Regions from separate parts of the Macaca fascicularis genome. Here region 1 is linked to region 2. The links are chromatin contacts, called in public Hi-C maps. All regions are on one chromosome and are shown on one strand. Each heading gives the region's core, a stretch centred on a gene start, on an enhancer-like site or on the middle of the called end of the contact. The rest is flanking DNA. Distances are from core to core; before and after follow the strand shown. Region 1 overlaps LYRM4 (LYR motif containing 4). Region 2 holds the start of LYRM4 (LYR motif containing 4).

The links. A called contact is a pair of places that touch in the nucleus more often than the background predicts.
Region 1: a Hi-C map of liver shows a contact between it and region 2, with 4 times the contacts expected there. The contact joins the enhancer-like site here to the promoter of LYRM4 in region 2. A contact is called at or near these places in 2 of 2 Hi-C or Micro-C datasets (liver and skeletal muscle).

Annotation. Positions count from the first base shown.
Region 1 is chr4:167,858,219-167,861,890 of T2T-MFA8v1.1, reverse strand. The region is part of intron 2 of LYRM4 (LYR motif containing 4); the gene reads right to left. Among named protein-coding and RNA genes, the nearest start is that of PPP1R3G, 59 kb to the left of the region's middle. Within about 2 kb of position 2,015, at least 2 of the 6 cell types and tissues checked have an H3K27ac peak or open chromatin away from gene starts, as enhancers often do.
Region 2 is chr4:167,738,358-167,742,343 of T2T-MFA8v1.1, reverse strand. LYRM4 (LYR motif containing 4) reads right to left here and starts at 2,301. Exons shown (of 4, transcript XM_015449931.3): 1 at 2,001-2,301. The coding sequence starts at 2,086. It overlaps FARS2 (phenylalanyl-tRNA synthetase 2, mitochondrial), which reads left to right and starts at 2,364. Exons shown (of 7, transcript XM_065544477.2): 1 at 2,364-2,734.

The DNA.
Region 1 (3,672 bases), core at 766-3,265, 120 kb before region 2:
ACCTGCACTGAGATACAGGTGACTCTTGGGTGAGCGCTGGCCTCAGCTTGGACAAGAAAAAGAAGTGGCTTACGTGAAAGAAACATGTGAGGTGAGGCTGGGCACGGTGGCTCACACCTGTAATCCCAGCACTTTGGGAGGCTGAGGCGGGTGGATCACGAGGTCAGGAGATCGAGACCATCCTGGCTAACACAGTAAAACCCCGTCTCTGCTAAAAATACAAAAAAAAAATAGCCGGGCATGGTGGCGGGCACCTGTAGTCCCAGCTACTCGGGAGGCTGAGGCAGGAGAATGGCGGGAACCCCGGAGGCAGAGCTTGCAGTGAGCTGAGATCGCGCCACTGCACTCCAGCCTGGGTGACAGCGAGACTCTGTCTCAAAAAAAAGAAATATGTCAGGTGAATTTCCCAAACCAGATATTTAATCAGTCAGCTACCCATGGCCCCAGGAGCTGGGAAACCACTTCATTCCTGCCTGGGAGCAGGAGCTGAGTGTGTCTGGGGGCTGCAGTGCGGCGCTCACTCCCAGGCTGCCCGGCCTTCCCTGCAAACCTCCGTAATCCCTTCCCGCAGGTGTTTCTGTGAGGCCACGCTGGGTGACCTCTGAGGTCTCCTTTAGGTCTGTGTGCTGAGATGCTTTGATGTGACATGGGAAGCAGGTACAGGCTACAGAGTTTCTAGCAATGAGCCCAACGTGAGATTCAGTGTGATGGGGTGGCCCCCAGAGAAGGACACACTTCCCTGGGAACATATTTGAGAGATAAAAGGGCAGGCCCCATCTCCAGGTCTGGCGCTGGAAGACAGTTCCACAGAAAACAGAGAACAATGGGCACATCCCTGTGGAAAACACCAACCTGGCATTCCAAACACACAATGCATGTGTTGGCATTCCGTCTTTAGTCACTAACAGGTCATATGAGTTGGAATCTGAGGCAAGCTTTTCCTGCTCCTTTCTCCCATTTGCTCCCCACTCTTGGTTTCTCTTTTAGAACAAAGGAGAGAAAATGCAGTTTTGGTGAGTGCAGGAGCCAGCAGCATCTACAGCATTTCCCCCAGGTGGAGGCATGCGCCTGTGTAAGCGCCTTAGCTCACTGCCACTGCAAGCAGTGCTGTGAAGTCGGCACTATTATCGTTCTCATTTTGCAGGAGGGGAACTGAGGTTTATAAAGATTAATAAAACATGTGCTTAATTTCACTTGGTTAATATGTGGTGCAGCGGGAACGAAACCCAGCGCCTGACTCCAAAGTCAACGCTCTTCATCACTGCGACGGCGAGGGCGAGGCTGTGGAAATTCTCTGCCACACCCAAGGCCCCCAACCCACCAAGTAACAAAAAAGCCTCATCGAAAGGGAACGCAACAGGACCCCAGCCTTATGAGGAAAAAACATCACAGGAGACAAGGCTGCCAGGGAGGAGGAAAGAAAAATCATTTCCTGTTTTCATTCCTCTTGCCTATTCATATGAAATGGTAGAAAACATCAGAAAAGTCACCAATATGTCTTTCACATATGCCCACTTCATGTGGTCTTATTTATACCCACGGCTTCATCACCAATGCTCTAGTAATACTGACTGCTAGATGCAGGTTCCTAACTCAAGCCTGCAAACCAGCACATTCAGCCTTTAAATCCCCTCTAGAGTTCCTGCATTTCATTCCATTCCCTTCCCCTTGGCACTCTCTTCCCTCAGCCGTCAAATGATCTCTTGCTTGGAGTAGGGTTCTGCCTGGACACTATGCCTCCACGATCAACTCCACGATTAACTGTTCTCATGATGGCAATTTCTCCAGCACATGTATACATCCGATGACATTGCATCAGTGCTCCAAATATTCTAATGCCACCTCACGGCCCATGGTGCTTGTGGCACTGGATTCAGACCTGCCTGCCTCAGCACAGGCTGTGTCTCATCCAGCACACACCACAAGCCTGTGAGTTCGGGGGCAGTTTAGTAGCCTGTCTCCCTTGTTCAGTCCTAGCAAATGAACGGCTGAGAACTACATGAATCGTGCAAAGTGCTGACAGGTCCCTTACTGACGCCCTGTCCCTAAGGAAGCTTGACTCAGAGTAAAGAAGGGGCCTGTGCTGGGTCTGTTTCCATCTTGCATCGCATGTTATCTTCTGAGGGGTATTGTTATCTTCATGTTTTTTATTGGTGAAAACACAGAAATGCCAAGAAGTTAGATAGTAAACTTTTATGCAGTCCACAGAGCTGGAAAAGGGAGAGCCAGGATTTATACCCCCAGGCAAGACCTGGAGTGCTTGTGAAACACGGTCCCGCTCAGTGGCCCATTCCACAGCTGCCCTCCTTCCTTCTCAACACAGCCCCAATTTTCCCCTGAAGTGGGCCTCCTCCCAGCCTAGCCCCAAGCCATCAATCTTGCTCGACCTAAGGCTGTTGTGGTGCGGTCCAGCTACCTGTCCAGTGAACAGCTTAGGCATAACTGTACACCACAACTCTGGTCAACGTGGCTAGAGGAGGGGGTGCCTGGGCCTTCTGCAAAAGGGTTCTCTGCTCTCAAAAGAAGACATAAGTCAGGGGCTTTTCTATTGTTACTGTTGGACACTGCTAAACCGGAGCTAGGAGGTCGGTCTGTGGGCAGACTCACTGTTTATAAAATAATTCCAATACATTCTCACATCAGGGATTGAGAGAGAAAGTGAGAGACCATCAAAGATGGCCATTTTAGGTCAATTTACAGAAAAGCAGAAGGGCATGTGAGAGCTCAGCACTGGGATGGATGGAACGATTTCCCCATCATCTATCCCCCCCGAGGCAGGGGCTTTTCCTACTTGGGAGTCAAACCCCAGTGGCCTGCTGGAAGCCACTGGTACCAGGCCATTGGTATTACTTGAGTAGAATTGGGATTTATGTTTTCATGATGCTCCTAATTGGGTCACAGGTAAGCTTTGTTGTGATGTTTGTGTTTGAGCCCACAAAAACATTTTAAAGTAATTTAAACCTATGTGTTCGATACGAGCTCATTTTGTTACCTTAACAAAACAAGGATGTGCTGGGATTTTCTTTTCTTTAACCAGGTTAATGACTCTAGGAAGTAAACATGTGTAGTCATGGTCTAGCTCAAGTCACTCATGTCATAATATTTTAACCTGGATTTTGGGTTAAATAATGGAAAAAGTACCTAATTAGGCTACTAATAAATCACTTCAGGATTTCACCTAAAATGTCAGTGACCAGAAGTAGATGAGTATCCTCTTTCCCTGAGAACTGAGGATCAATGTGAGGTTACAGTTAAAACCATGGGTTATCAATGTCCATAGAATATACTGAACCTAGGTAAGTAGAAAAGGTTCTTGAATGGCCGGGCGCGGTGGCTCACGCCTGTAATCCCAGCACTTTAGGAGGCCGAGGTGGGTGGATCATGAGGTCAGGAGATCGAGACTATCCTGTGAAATCCCATCTCTACTAAAAATACAGAAAATTAGCCGGGCGTGGTAGCAGGTGCCTATAGTCCCAGCTACTCGGGAGGCTGAGGCTGAGGTGGGAGAATGGTGTGAACCCGGGGGGCGCAGCTTGCAGTGAGCCAAGATCACGCCACTGTACTCCAGCCTGGGCGACACAGCAAGACTCCGTCTCAAAAAAAAAAATGTCCTTGAATTTGCTTAACCAAATTTTATATATGCTCATGTGACTACCTGTTTTATACATGGAT
Region 2 (3,986 bases), core at 1,052-3,551:
GGCATATTTTATAACAAGTAAGTTTATCTAGGGAGGTAATAGTAGCAGGTATCTAGGTTTTTAGGTCTATGATCTCAGGCAACAGTATAAAATGATTACCAGACTCCTTTGGATAATATATTTATATTTGGATAATAAATTTAGCTTAAAAGTATATGCTTATAAAGTATAATTTGAACAATTATTTTCTGAACGCATATGATCTTACAGTTGCCCATACTGAAACCCATTTTCAATTTGCTGCCTTTCAGGTACAGCCTTGAATGATTTTCCTAAAGTTTGAATGATTTTCCTCTTCAGTTGGCAATTACTCATTTGAAAACACTTGGGCCTCATTTGCTCATAAATCATTTCCAAACAGAATTTCAGAAATGGAAGGGTCCTTAGAGATTGTCTAGTCCAACAGTCTATTTCATAAACAAGAAAACTGAAATATGGAGATTGAATAACTTGTCCAAGTTATAGTCTTCGAGGGCTCCACCTTGACTTTCCTACGTGCTCTCACGTAAGACTCTCACTGCCAGTGTGAACTGCCTACTGATTCCAAGTCCTTGTGTATCCTGAGTAAGCTTTATGACAAACTATCTTACTCCAGACTATGGTGAAATCAAATGCTTTCTATTTATTTAACTTGCATATTTCATGTGTTTCCTCAACAGACTTGGTTAAGTACTTGATGCTAGATGTTTGGTTAATTCTTGCTAAAGTTCCACCAGTATGCCTATTTTTACACTCTTTATCCTTCAGAGTCAAAGTCATTAAGTAAAATCATTCTCTCCCATGAAATTTTACCACTTAACTGGGTGGATACAACCTCAGTGGCATGACACAGATGCTGTTTTCAAATTTGCAGGGTGAGTACATTTTCTAGGCAGGTTTCTAAAAATTTGAGAATCATTGCTTAAGAGGCTTAGTGTTCCTGTCCTCTGACCGAGGTTGTACTGGGCAGACCCATCTCAGGGCCTGCCAGCTCACACACCTGGTGGAGCGCGGCCTACCTAACCAGGTGTGTTCCAAGGGTAGGCTCTGCTCTTATGACATCCAATCCACAGTCTGGCCAGTCACCTAAGGGGGCCTTGGGGTAAAGAGATGAGTTGATCCAATCAGATTCTTTCTCATGGGAATATGGCTCAAACTCAGAGAGGAGCAGGTAGTTAGTAAAAACAAAACAAAACAAAAAACAAACCTAAAAAAAATGCAGAGAGAATCCATAAGAAAATGATGGGTCACAACCAGCAACACTGTGAAAGCAGAGGTTCTGAATTACAAAAAACATACAAAGAGTAACAATAAAAGACTCATAGGCAAATAGGGAAATGGGGAGGCGTGGGAAAAAGTGAATGTGTTATATTAACGATGTAAGAGTTTAGGCCCTCAGTATTCTGCTGTCAAGGTCCAGGAAGCGGGATCTCTGTCTGGTGAGCCAGGATAAACTGTTTCAGCTCTAAAGCTTGAGACGCTTTTTCCTTTACCGCTACACGTTTCCACCGTACCCTAAATAGAATGGATTTGATTCTTGCAACCAAAAGAACTCATTACGACACCCAGGAAATTTTAGGGAGCTGCTAAAGTGTGCCTTCAGCTTTGTCGCTGTGTGCAACTCACTGGCCACTTCCACTCTCAACTCTTCCAGCTCAAGGGAAGTTTTACATATGCAACACATTGGCCTTAACTTCACCAATGGCTGATTTCCATCCTTTTTTTTCTCTTCTGCAGAAACATAACACTAATTATGCTCCTAGAACAACTACCAAGATAGTCGTTAGGGGGAAAGCGTCACAGGACACGAACGTCTTCCCTGATAGAAACAAGGGCTCCTCCCCGAGGTCTCAGAGGCCACACCTGTAGGTAGGAGCACGCTTTTCGATGGCGGAGCCCGGTCCTTGCCTCGCGGACGCCGGCGCAGGACAGTGGCTCCCAGTTCCCGGGGACATTCCACGGCAACCCACATCCCCGGTCCCCGGCCCCTGGCCCCCGGTCCCCGGTGCCCGCTGGGTCACCTGTAATTGTAGGAGCTGAAACGCTTGCTCTCTCTCAGCATCGCCCGGTACAGATCTAACACTTGTGCGCGACTGGAGGCTGCCATTTTGGAAAGAAAAAAAATTAACGGGTCCTCTTCGCCGAGGTCCCAAGTACGACCCAACCTCGGAACTCCAGCCTGTGCAGAAACCACGCACGAAATAAAATGCAGCGGCTCGACCTTGCCAGCGGGCCGGTCCTAAGCCTAAGCCGGCAGCCCTGCGGACCGCAGACCGCGCCGGGCGTCCCGCGCCGCTTCGGGGGCGGGCGAAGGCAGGGCTCGGGGCAGCTAAAGGGGCGGTGCAAGGAGGGAGATGCCTCCGCCCCGCCCCGCTCCCGCCTCCGCCCCCGCCGGGAGGCTCGGGATCCAGCAGCATCTCCACGCGGCCGGAGGGCGAGAAAATAAGAGGCCCGGCCGCCCGTGCATCCAGCCAAGCTCCTGGGGGACGGATATTGGGGGTCCGGGCATTCGAGGGACGTGCAGTTGCATCACGGAGAGCCTTTGCGAACCGTCTGGGGTTTTGGCGGAGACATTTGTGTTTCGGGGCGCAGCGCCCCTTTGTGCCTTTAGAAGGCCGCGTTGCCCGGGTTACCGAAGGCCGCCGCGTCGACGCCCCGCCCCTAACAGCCCCGCCCACGCTGGCGGCGGCCGCCCTCGCCGCTGCCTGAGAGACCTTGCGGGATTTCAAGGGTGACTTAACTTCGCCCGATCATGGTCGGCAGGGTGGGATTTATTGGCATTCCTTGGGCCGGGGGATGCGACGTCTGGGTGTGGAGGTGATGAGACAGGGGTTCCGTGGCACTCCGGCTCTGCTCAGGGCGACCTGCGTAGGGGCCTCCGGGGCAAGGCCCGCTTTCTGTCAAAATGGCAGCGCCCAGCGTGCACGGGTATCTCTGAAGTTGGGGTTTAAGATTCTTGCCCGTGAGAGCCTACGAGCCTGCCGTGCTTCTGATTTTGAAATACCTGGGTCTGGGTTTCCCGGGCGAGCGGTGGGTGAGTGCCGACCTCGTTGCAGCCTGGGGTAGGACGTGGGCGGTTCGTGTGGTTAGGGGGTTACATTGGCCATGGATTTTTTCCTCTTTCCGGATGTGTTTTTGCTTTTGAGTGAAGAGTCCCCGTGGTTTTGTAGTCTAATAAATGCGTAAAATGCAGCTTGGGCTCTAGACTTCGGAGAATAATTTGAGCCCGTTAGGGCTTTAGGCGTTCTCCAAGAAGCGGAGCAAGTTTTCAACCATGGCTTTCTTAAGAAGACTTCAACTTTTTTGAATCATTTTATTAAAGTGGTGGATAAAGTTGCTTTTTCTGATCTTTGAGCATGGGACTGGACGCTGGAAGCTTCAGCCAGTTCTAGTTACTGTGTTTGCAAAGCACTTTTCTTGTTTTTGGAATCTTGCTTTATGTAATCAACCTTAGGAAGAACCCCACCTTTCCGCACTCGAGCACAGCGAGGAGTACCTTATGCATAAAAACAAAACAACTTTGCATTAAAATCCATCTTTCTCCCAACCGCTTGGTCACGGTTGTGTTCTCATCTGCTTTAGTGTATTTGGTTTTAAAACGATAAACTTGCTGTATATCTAAGCAACTTTATATTTTCAGGAACTTTTTTTTCCCTTTTATTTATTTATTTATTTTTTTGAGATGGAGTCACTCTCCGTCGCCCAGGCTGGAGTGCAGTGGCAGGATCTCGGACTCACTGCAACCTCCGCGTCCCGGGTTCAAGCTATTCTCCTGCCTCAGCCTCCCGAATAGCTGGGATTACAGGCGCGCGCTACCTTGCCGAGCTAATTTTTGTATTTTTAGTAGATACGGGGTTTCACCATGTTGGTCAGGCTGGTCTCGAACTCCTGACCTTGTGATTCGCCTGCCTCAACCTCCCAAAGTGCTGGGATTACAGGTGTGAGCCACCACGCCTAGCCTCTATTTTCAGGAACTTTAAAGGCAGGAAACACTTCTCTGACCTTAC